Linked DNA regions of Mus musculus: region 2 is linked to region 1. The links are chromatin contacts, called in public promoter capture Hi-C maps. All regions are on one chromosome and are shown on one strand. Each heading gives the region's core, a stretch centred on a gene start, on an enhancer-like site or on the middle of the called end of the contact. The rest is flanking DNA. Distances are from core to core; before and after follow the strand shown.

What was found. Promoter capture Hi-C pulls out the DNA fragments that hold promoters and counts their contacts.
Region 2: a contact with region 1 is called in a promoter capture Hi-C map of pre-B cells, with 6 times the contacts expected there. The contact joins the enhancer-like site here to the promoter of Ints8 in region 1. A contact is called at or near these places in 19 of 39 promoter capture datasets (the 3T3-L1 cell line, 3T3-L1-derived adipocytes, the C10 cell line and 12 more), 1 of 484 Hi-C or Micro-C datasets (the C10 cell line), 5 of 115 datasets of contacts at active chromatin or transcription factors (bone marrow-derived macrophages, embryonic forebrain, embryonic stem cells and 2 more) and 3 of 9 other capture datasets (adipose tissue, liver and pancreatic islet).

Annotation. Positions count from the first base shown.
Region 1 is chr4:11,250,828-11,255,871 of GRCm38.p6, forward strand. It overlaps Ints8 (integrator complex subunit 8), which reads right to left and starts at 3,432. Exons shown (of 27, transcript NM_001159595.1): 1 at 3,154-3,432; 2 at 1,949-2,123. The coding sequence starts at 3,283.
Region 2 is chr4:10,891,126-10,896,267 of GRCm38.p6, forward strand. 2610301B20Rik (RIKEN cDNA 2610301B20 gene) reads left to right here. Exons shown (of 6, transcript NM_026005.3): 5 at 2,138-2,233. Among named protein-coding and RNA genes, the nearest start is that of 2610301B20Rik, 19 kb to the left of the region's middle. Within about 2 kb of position 2,181, at least 1 of the 459 cell types and tissues checked has an H3K27ac peak or open chromatin away from gene starts, as enhancers often do.

The DNA.
Region 1 (5,044 bases), core at 2,182-4,681:
CAGTTTGGTCTACAGAACAAGTTTCATGAACAGAAACCCTGCCTTTAAAAAAAAGCAAATTATGGGCTGGAGAGATGGTTCAGTGGTTAAGAGCACTGACTGCTCTTCCGAAGGTCCTGAGTTCAAATCCCAGCAACCACATGGTGGCTCACAACCATCTATAACAAGATCTGGTGCCCTCTTCTGGAGTGTCTGAAGACAGCTACAGTGTACTTTCATAAAATAAATAAATAAATAATTTTAAAAAAAAGCAAATTATAAAAGAAAAAAAAAAACTGGAAACAAACTAAATTATTGCTAATGAAGGATAGCTAATGCCACTGTGGTGGTTTGTGGTGAGGTGGGAAATTGAGGCTGGTTTTGCTATAAAGCTCAGGCTGACCTTGAACCACTGGTTCTTCCTCCCTCAGCTTCCCAAGTGCTGGGATTATGTGTACACACCACCATATCCAACTAGCTAATATTATGTTAGGTAAAGATACAAATCAAAACCTTATACAGGATACAATAACGTGATTTACAAATATAACAAGTTAGGTATGCATAATGTCAGCAACTTGGGAAGTTAAGGCAAGATAATCACGAAGTCAAGGTCCCCTTCAGTTACACAGCCAGATCATGGTCAACTAGAGCTACAAAAGATCCTATGTCAGGAAAGAAAGAAAGAAGAAAGAAAGAAAGAAAGAAAGAGAGAGAGAGAGAGAGAGAGAGAGAGAGAGAGGAAGGAAGGAAGGAAGGAAGGAAGGAAGGAAGAAAGGAGAAGAAAGAGAAAGAGAGAGAAAGAGAAAGAGAGAGAGAAAGAAAGAAAGAGAGAGAGAGAAAGAGAAAGAGAGAGAGAAAGAAAGAGAGAGAGAGAGAAAGAAAGAGAAAGAGAGAGAGAAAGAAAGAGAGAGAGAAAGAAAGAGAGAGGGGGGGGTGGGTAGGCACTGGACAGATGCTCAAGTGGTTAGAGCATGTGTTACTCTTTCAGAGGCTGTGGGTTGGATTACCACCACACACATCCATCTGTAACTCCAGTTCAGGGGATGTGATGCCCTCTTCTGATCTCTGAAGGCACTCACATGATACATGTACATACATGTAGGCCAAACATTCATACCTATAAAATAAACCAAAAAAAAAAAAGTTCAAATAAAAAACAGAATTTCTAAACAAAACAAAAATAATAAAAATAGAAGGAAGCGTTGACACTCTTGGTGGCACTGCGTCCCTAGCACTTCTGAGGCTTAGGCTCAGTCTGACACTAAAAAACCAGAACACTGGGCAAACCAGGACAAAAAAATACACAAAAATGTTATGTCTGTCTTTATACGTTCTTCAGGTACTCCTTTTATTTTTTAAATTGAAAGAAAGGATTAAAATAAGTAAATTTCTAAGCATCCCTTTGGAACTATTTGCGTTTAAGTCAGTCAATGCTGACTTGAGTAGCGATGGTAACAGTTTGGGGAGGCGTCAATGATCCCTGGCCAAAAAGTAACAAATCCAAGAGTAAATCAACTGCTAACCAAAACATTTACAGCACTCAGTCTGGACTTTCTCATGTTACCACGCCTGAAGCAATAATTAACTCAGCTACTAGTGGTAAAAAACAGAGACCCTGGCTGTAATTTCTAGTACCACAAGAAGACAGTTTTCTCTTTACCTTAAAGGGTGGTTTATCTACTGCAGCTTTCCTACAGAGTTGGATGGTTTGAGTTACCCTGCTGTCCTGTCTGGTCTCTTAACTTGGGGGCTCTAGTAAGCCTGCTGCCTCAGCCTCAGGCTATTGGGACTACACACATGTCTAGGTTTACTTTCTTAATACCTTCTTTACATGCTTGAATGTTTTGCCATGAACATGCAGAAAAGTAATTTATTTTAAGCCACTATCAGAAAAACATTAGAATCCAGACAGAAACAAAGACATTCAAACACTGCTTCAAATGTAATGCCATTTACAGCTTTATACCTTTTCTCCAGTATGTCTAAATCCCACTTCAAATGTGCAGCAACTTTAAGAGCAAGAAGCTTTAGGACGCGATTTCTCTTGTTATCAGGTGGAGGCTGGACTTGGTTTTGCTCATTAACTGAAGGTTTGGAAGCCTGCTCCAAAAACTGAACTATAAGCTGAACTGGTGCAGGATCTAGGATTTAAAAGAAATTAAATTCTTAAAGTTTTCGTTATAAAAACGCAAAAGGATTCGCGTATACTAAAGACTATGGTACTTGGGGGGCACGAAACATCTGGAGGTGTGGTCAGAGACAGCTGCAGATCGGCGTTTGCCAGCTTAATTAATAAGCAAGAGGGTCTGGGGACGATTCAAAACTGATTCATAACAAAGCATTTCACAGAGAAGAACTAAGCATTACAGGTTCCCAGTTCAAGATAAGACCAATGCCAATTGGAGGAAAGAAGTAGTGTTTTGACAGGGGTCTTTTATTGAACTGTCTCTAGCTTTGTTTCCCACCAGTAAAGTAGCGGCTAATGCCACTTTCTTCACTATAATGAAGGCTTCGCTAAGGACCGCAACCTATTTAAAGAGCTAAGCACGGAGGCTTGGCACCCTAGCCCCTAACAATGTGTCAATAGGAAAGCTCTAAAAGCACTGAGATACACTTGGTAAAACTGCCCCACCAATGATGCCAACTTTTCACAAAGTAGTCTCCTACAAGGCCAAATTCGGATGAGAACTGAGCAAACTAAAGGTAAAGACCTTACATTGTACCTTTACCAAAATGCCCGAAAGAGGAAAAGGGCCATGTTCCTTGCCCAACACGGGTATCCCTATACAACAGCCGAAGCAGCTGTTTTCGGGGGATTTATATTAATTCGGGGTTCAACAGTGAAATACACAATCCCCTGGCTGAATGAACCGAAGGCTACGGCCGGCTCTAGGCTCCGCAGAGCCGCTCTCCCCTCACGAAGTCACCCCCAGGGCCGTGCGACATCGGCGACCCGACCCCCGCACGGCGAGTGCGGGCGCCCTTCGCTGTGAGGACCGCGGCAGACCGAAAGCCTTTGTCTGAAACTTTCCGCAGACGCTCCGCGGCGACGTTCCCGGCTGAGGCACCGTCGAGCTGGGCCCAGCGGCGCCGGCCAGGCCTCAGGCAGCGGGGGACAGAAGGCAGCGGGCCGCAGACCACGCCCGCCCGCCCGCTCGCTCGCTCGCTCACCCGGACAGGCTTTGCGCAGATGCTTCTCCAACAGCGACTCCTCCAGCAGGAACTCGAACCAGCAAGTCTGCGGCGGGGTGCAGGGCCGGCTGGAGGTGGCCGCCTCCCGGTCCGCCGCCTCCGCGCTCATCCTGCCCCCGCCGCCGCTGCTCCCGCCGCCTCCGGGCTCCAACCTGACCCTCGCCCAGTCCCTTTATCCAGCGAAACCGCCCGGAACCTCTAGTCAGCTCGCACAGCCCAAGATGGCGTAGTAGTCGGCCAGAGTCCGGCCCCGGATCCGCAGCTAGCCACGCTCTCGACCAATCCCAGTTAGACTTCGGAGGAAAGGGGCGGGAACAGCAGACTGCTCCGCCCCTTAGCTGCCATGGAGTCTCCTGGCCCTTCAGAAGCTAGATTCTGGCGGGGCTCTCCAGATTCTCTGGACATTCCCAGAGAAAATGAAGCGAGTTCGATGTCTTCGTAAGAAAACCAAAGAGACCAAATCTAGTTGCTTTGTCTTGGGTGCTTTACCTTTTTGAGACTCCTTCCAGCCTAACTCCTCTCCCCGTTTCCCAAGGCTTATTACATAATTAAGATCCAACTTTCCTGGGGTTGGGGATTTAGCTCAGTGGTAAAGTGCTTGCCTAGCAAGCCCAAGGCCCTGGGTTCGGTCCTCAGCTCCGGAAAAAAGAAAAAAAAAAAAAAAAAACAAACTTTTCTGCGACTTCCCAAGACTAACTCTCGGAATAAGAAGCTAGTTAATTTTCCTCAGATCTCCAGTCTAGGCACAGTAAACCCTATTTTACGCGTTCCACCATTCTGAAAGGTCCTTAAGTATCATTATCAATAAAACTAAAAAGCATGGTGTAGTGGGGCATTCCTGTAAAACCCAGCACTTGGAGAGCAAAAGCCAAAGCCAGATTGGTCCTTCTAGAGAGTTCCTGTGATCAGCTGACTGGCCAGCTGATCCGGACAAAATACATCCAGAAGAAAGTTTGAAGAAAACTCCCAGACATCCTATACACACCTCATAGAAAATTTCAGATATGTGTTACTAAAGATGATTGTTTTCATAAAGGGACCCTGAGAAACAAAGAAAAAAATTCAGATTTAGTCAGTTTCTTTTAGATGCTTCTCCTGTTTTGTTTTGCTTTGTTTGAAACAGGGTTTCACTCTGTAGCCCAGAATGACCTGGAACTATGTAGCCCAGGCTAAACTTGAACTTGCATCCATTTTATTGAATCAACCACCCAAGTGCTGGATTATAGATTAAGCTCTTTGTGGGCTTTTTTGGGTGGTTATCTGTTGTTTTGTTTTCAGATTTCTTTTTTTTTTTTAAAGATTTATTTATTTATTATATGTAAGTACACCGTAGCTGTCTTCAGACACTTCAGAAGAGGGAGTCAGATCTTGTTACAGATGGTTGTAAGCCACCATGTGGTTGCTGGGATTTGAACTCTGGACCTTCAGAAGAGCAGTCGGGTGCTCTTACCCACTGAGCCATCTCACCAGCCCCTTTAGATTTCTTTTTAAAAGAATAAAATAAAACCATGTATAGAATATGTAAAACTATTCTATAAATATTCTGATGGATCTTATATCCTTTAGGACTAGCTGGGATAAACTGGGCAGTGGTGGCGCATGCCTTTAATCCCAGCACTTGGGAGGCAGAGGCAGGCAGATTTCTGAGTTTGAAGCCAGCCTGGTCTACAGAGTGAGGTCCAGGAAAGCCAGGACTATACAGAGAAACCCTATCTCGAAAACAAAACAAAACAGGAATAGCTGGGATAGCAAGCCTTTGATTGATCGAATCGAGGCTTTTATAAACCAGCAATAAATTTAAAGCTATTATAAAGTCATGTTAATGCTTTCAACTTCTTTGTATCACTTTGTAAAAAAGTATCTAGCTGAA
Region 2 (5,142 bases), core at 931-3,430, 360 kb before region 1:
ACTCTGTTGTGAGCATGTAATAAACTACATCTGCATAAGAACACAAGTTATGGGAGCCTTGGGAACCATCATTTGTATTTCCTGACTTACATTCTGAGCCTGATTCAAGTGTTCTAAATGCAACTATGTTGACATTCCCCAGGAACTGACAACTTCAGTAATCACTAACAGTTTGAAAGAAGATGCTTATGAAACATTGTGAATGTTTAGTTATTACTGTGATTTATTCTTTTAGAATTATTAAACATTCATTCTCAAGGAAACTTTCAGACCAAAAGTTTCCCAGTATTCCAGTTTTGAGGTTAAATATCTGAAATTTGAGATGGTCTCATGGAGTCCAGGCTAGCCTTGAACTCACCATGTAGCCGATGATGATCCTTCTGTCTCCATCTTGAAAGTACTGGGATTAGAAGCATGTGCCACCTTGCCTAGCCAATATTTGAATTTTGAAAGGAAAAAAATTACTAATGGGCTTGTTTTATTTTATTTGTTGCAGAAATATTACTGGAAAAAAGTATATATTAGTAAAATATATTGAAACAGCACTATCAAAAAGAGCAAAAGCAAAATTGGAAAATATATAAAGAAAACTTGAGTCTGAAAGAAATTCCTTGACTAAAGCACTTTGTATTGAGAGCCAGTGTCTATACTGCCTCCCTAGTCCCATGGAGACTGTCTTGTTTATTCACTTTGTTGTCCTTGTAAGTACTTTGTGTGTAGGGAAAAGCCGTTGACTACTGGGTCTCCCACCCTGTTACTGTGTGTGTGCTCATGCTTGTATGTGTGCACTCCTCTCTCCCTCCCCCCCTCTCCCCCTCCCTCCCTCTCCTCCTCCTCCTTCCCCTCCCCCCTCTCTCTCTCCCTCCCTCTCCTCCTCCTCCTCCTTCTCCTCTCTCTCCCCCTCTCTCTCCCCCTCTCTCTCCCCCTCTCCCTCTCCCTCCCTCTCTTTCTCTCCCTCTCCCTCCCTCCCTCCCTCCCTCCCTCTCCCTCTCCCTCTCCCTCTCCCTCTCCCTCTCCCTCTCCCTCTCCCTCTCCCTGTGTGTGTCTTAACAACTTGTCAACTTTTTATTTTTATCAAATGTATCTGTTGAATCTGTTTATTAAATATTTCAAATAATGGAAGTTTCTGTCGCTGCAGCAGCAATTCATACTTCTCTTAAACTTGTATATAGTATCACTTTTCTTAGACACCATGTTCACATATACACCTCTACTTCGTAGTACTTTCAGGAGACCTGCTTGTTACTTCATCTCCTTAGACAGGCACTGGGTCCTCATTCTCCAACATAGCCACAGTCTTGCTATTCATTGTATCTTTGCCATCACTATTCAAGCATGATCTTTTGCTCCCTCAAACAACCCATAGTCGTTCTTAAAGAAACTGCTTAATGAGACCAGTCCAGGCTACCCTATTCAAATTCCAACCCATCTCTACCCAGTATTCCTAATTTCCTTACCCTAATCTGTTATTTCATTCAAAGCTCCTTTCATGTGCTAACATAGTAATACCTTATTTACAGTGAATCCTGTTTAGTTACTCTGTCACTAGAATCCAAGAACATCACAGGCAGACAGGTTCTCAGCAGCCTTTTGTAATGGGCAAATGAAAGCACTTATGCCAGATATTTTGGAAACAGCAAGTGATGGTTCCAGCATTGAAGCATAAATGGAAGAGAGTTTGGTTTCAGTGTAGCATTTCACATTCTTGATATGCCAATCCACTCTTCATTTTATGCCCATATATTATTCATTTATATATGTATATATGCAGATATCATGCAAGACTTTTATAAGATAGATATGAAAATTAACCTGGAAGCTTTTTTTGTTGTTTTTGGTTTTGTTTCTTTTGAAACAGAGTCTTATTGTGTAGCCCTACCTGGCTTAGAACTCACTATAAAGATCAAGCTGGCTTTGAAATCACAGTGCTAAGATATTTCCCAAGTGCTGGGATTAAAGGAGTGTACTACTACATCTAACCAGAAAGCTTGAACATATAAACAGTCCTTTAGTACAAACAAGTACAGTTGGTAAAGCTGTATCTTTCTGTTGTTTATTCAGTTATCTGGAGCATTTGCTATATTTTCATATTTAAACAGCAATCATCTCTAATGCGTATTTCCTTCTCTCTGAGCAGAGCATGTGACCGACTGCGTTGTGTAGCCTGTGATTTCCGGATAGTGAGCTACAATGACTATATGTGGGACAAGTCATGTGACTACCTGTTCTTCAGGTATGTTTCTGAAGAGTTTCGCCTATGAAAAAATGTACTAAGGGCTTTTCATTTCTTGAGTGTTTGTGTGTTTTGTTTGTTGGTCTAGTCACGTGGTCTCTGACTCTTACCCTCCTCATCTTTTTTAATCTGTTTGCCGTCAGCCTACATAAGGATAGGTTTCGGAATGAGAATACAGAGGTAGCCGCTCTGATGTTTGCTCGGGAACCTCCTTGTTGAGACCATTCTTTGCATGCTCACTCTCACAGCAGAGCTCTGAGGATGGTGTCATCCTGCCGGGTCCTTCTGCATGCAGATGTCACCGTCAGAACCCTCCATCATCCAGCTTCTCTCCACCTCCAGCTTAGCTCCATCAGAGCCTTTGGTCGCATTCTTCCCAGCTGACGGTGCAGGTTCCATCTCCTGACATGTCTGACCCCATTCCTCTCCCCAGACCCTTCCTGCCCTGTCTGCTTCATCATGCATCTTGCTTTCTTCATTTATCACTCTGTTTGAAACTCACTTGTGCACTCGTGTGTTTCCAACACAAAATATACAAACACATGGAAAAGTCTTAACTGCAGAAGTTTTGCAGTCCTGACCCCAAAAAAAAAGTCTACTGTAGTTCCAGAATCCCAGGTTCAACCACCTGCTCTCAGCTTCAACCATTTTTACTCTCACAGTTTAAAAATTAACTTTAAATTTCAGACCTCTTTGGTGATGGGGGGGCTGTTGTTTTGGTTTGGTTTGAGTTTTTTTGGATTTGTTTTGGTTTGTGTTTTACTATTCACTATCTCCTGGTTAATCTAACAAAGTGACTAAGCATTCTCATAAGTGACCAACATGGACATGAATTTTTATAAGACCAGCTAGTGAGGTGTGTGTAACATCGAAACAGTAGCAAGCACAGGCACAGAGTAAGTTCTGGTAAGTGATTGACTTGGTACATGAGAAACATACAGTGTCTCAGTCGTCCAGAATGGTAGATGTGGTACGCTCTGGAAACTGAGGCAGGGGGACAGTGAGTTCAAGACCAGACCTTATTACAAGAGAAAAGAGACACCAGTTAGTTTACTGTAGGTGTTTGATAGTTTCATTTTAGAATATAGTTTACCAGAAATAGTGATTACTAGAGCTATATTACACTGTTAAAACTAAACTGGTAGTTATTACATAAATCAGTGAAAAATAAACTGAACACTCAAGATACATAAGAATATGTTTAAAAGACAAGGGGATAACAACTAAAGAATATGGTCATCTCAACCAAGATGCAAGTTATTGATGCATCTATTTCGTGTAAGTCCTTAGCATTTCTTTATCCAGTTGACATTCTTCAGCACCTCATTGGCCACTCTCAGAAGCTGAGAGGGAGACAGCATAGAGAACACCACACTGAATGTGATAATAGAGCTAGAGGAAAGGGAAGATGGATACATTTCACCTCCAGCACCCAGAAAGGTAGAGTTTGAATCAGGACTTCATGCATGCTAGCCAAGAACTCTGAATGGAGTATGTCCCTAGCACTTAAGGGGTATTTTTAAAGACACAGAGAGAGGTGAAGTCAGATGGCATGAGTGGAGAGTCAGAAGTAGTTTGAACAAGGACAAAAGATGTCAAGAGCTGAAGTAGTATAGAGAAGTCAAAAGGGCCCAAGAACACCTGGGCAATGGTGGTGCACTATTCATCCTAGCAGTCAGGAGGCAGAGGCAGGTGGACCTCTTGAGTTCACCTGCACAGGCCTTTGTGGCACAGGTGAGTGTCTGAGGTAGGGTGAGCCTTCTCACTCTGTTCCCATGCCTGTCCTCTTGAGTGACATCAGTAGCTGTTCAGAATAGTCACTTCTAGAAGACCTGTCATTAAAAAGTATCTCTTCCTACATAAACTCCTTCCCATCAGCATTCAGGATACATCTGCTCAAATAGCCCTGACATAGCCATCCTTCCCTTTACCATATAAGCCCAAAACATCTTAACAAAACAACTCTGCACTGGCTTCTTCCAAGCTGCCCTCTTGGGTAATAACATCCAATCTCATGACTTCAACTGTGAATCCTCTTGGAACTTCAGAAGGTTTCAAGAAGCCTAGCTCAGGAAGAGTTTAAAGCCAGCCTAGTCTATGGAGTGATTTCCTCGATATCCAGGACTGCACAGAAAAACCCTGTCTCAAAAAAAAAAAAAAAAAAAAGCTTAGGAAAGCAGTAGTAAGGAGCTTAAATGTAGTCCTTTCAGTGGTGACTCGCAGTTGAGTGCTTTTAGAGAGGCCTAAGCAGTATAGCTTAATTCTAGCAGTATAGTCTGGCTGGCCTGGAACTTACTTAGCAGACCAAGCTGTCCTTAAGCCTGTAGGTCTTCCTGCCTGTTTTCTGGGTGCTAGGTTTACAAGCACTCATCACTGCTCTCAGCATTTAAGGGGTGACAGACTGCCATATCAGGGAAGCAGGCCAGTGGAGAATCATGAGGACTAATGCTGGGGTGTTACAGTAGTACAGGAACAAAATGTTATGAATCATGGCAGGGAGAAAGGCAGAAAGGAGCAGGTGTACCAGAGAGAGATTTTAGACCAAATTCTGGCTGTGGGATGCAAGAGGCAGTTAGCATCTTAGGATGAGACTTCTTGGGCGTCTTGATTCACACACATGGACCGTGCTAATGCCCTTTTAAAGGAAGAAGCTAGACATTGGCTTCCAGGTACTCTTGAAACTAGTCAGAGAGGACAGGCATGGCAACAGAGTGGTGAGTGAGGAGGCTCACCCTACCTCAGACACTCACCTGTGCCACAAAGGCCTGTGCAAGGGGCAGAAAAGCAATGGGCTTCCTGTGCATTCTACTACTGGAAAAACACGTCTGTTGGTTCTCTATGCTGAACATTGGCACCTCCTCTGTGTCAGAGGGGGCAGTAAGACACTTAGTAGGGTTATGAGTACTCAC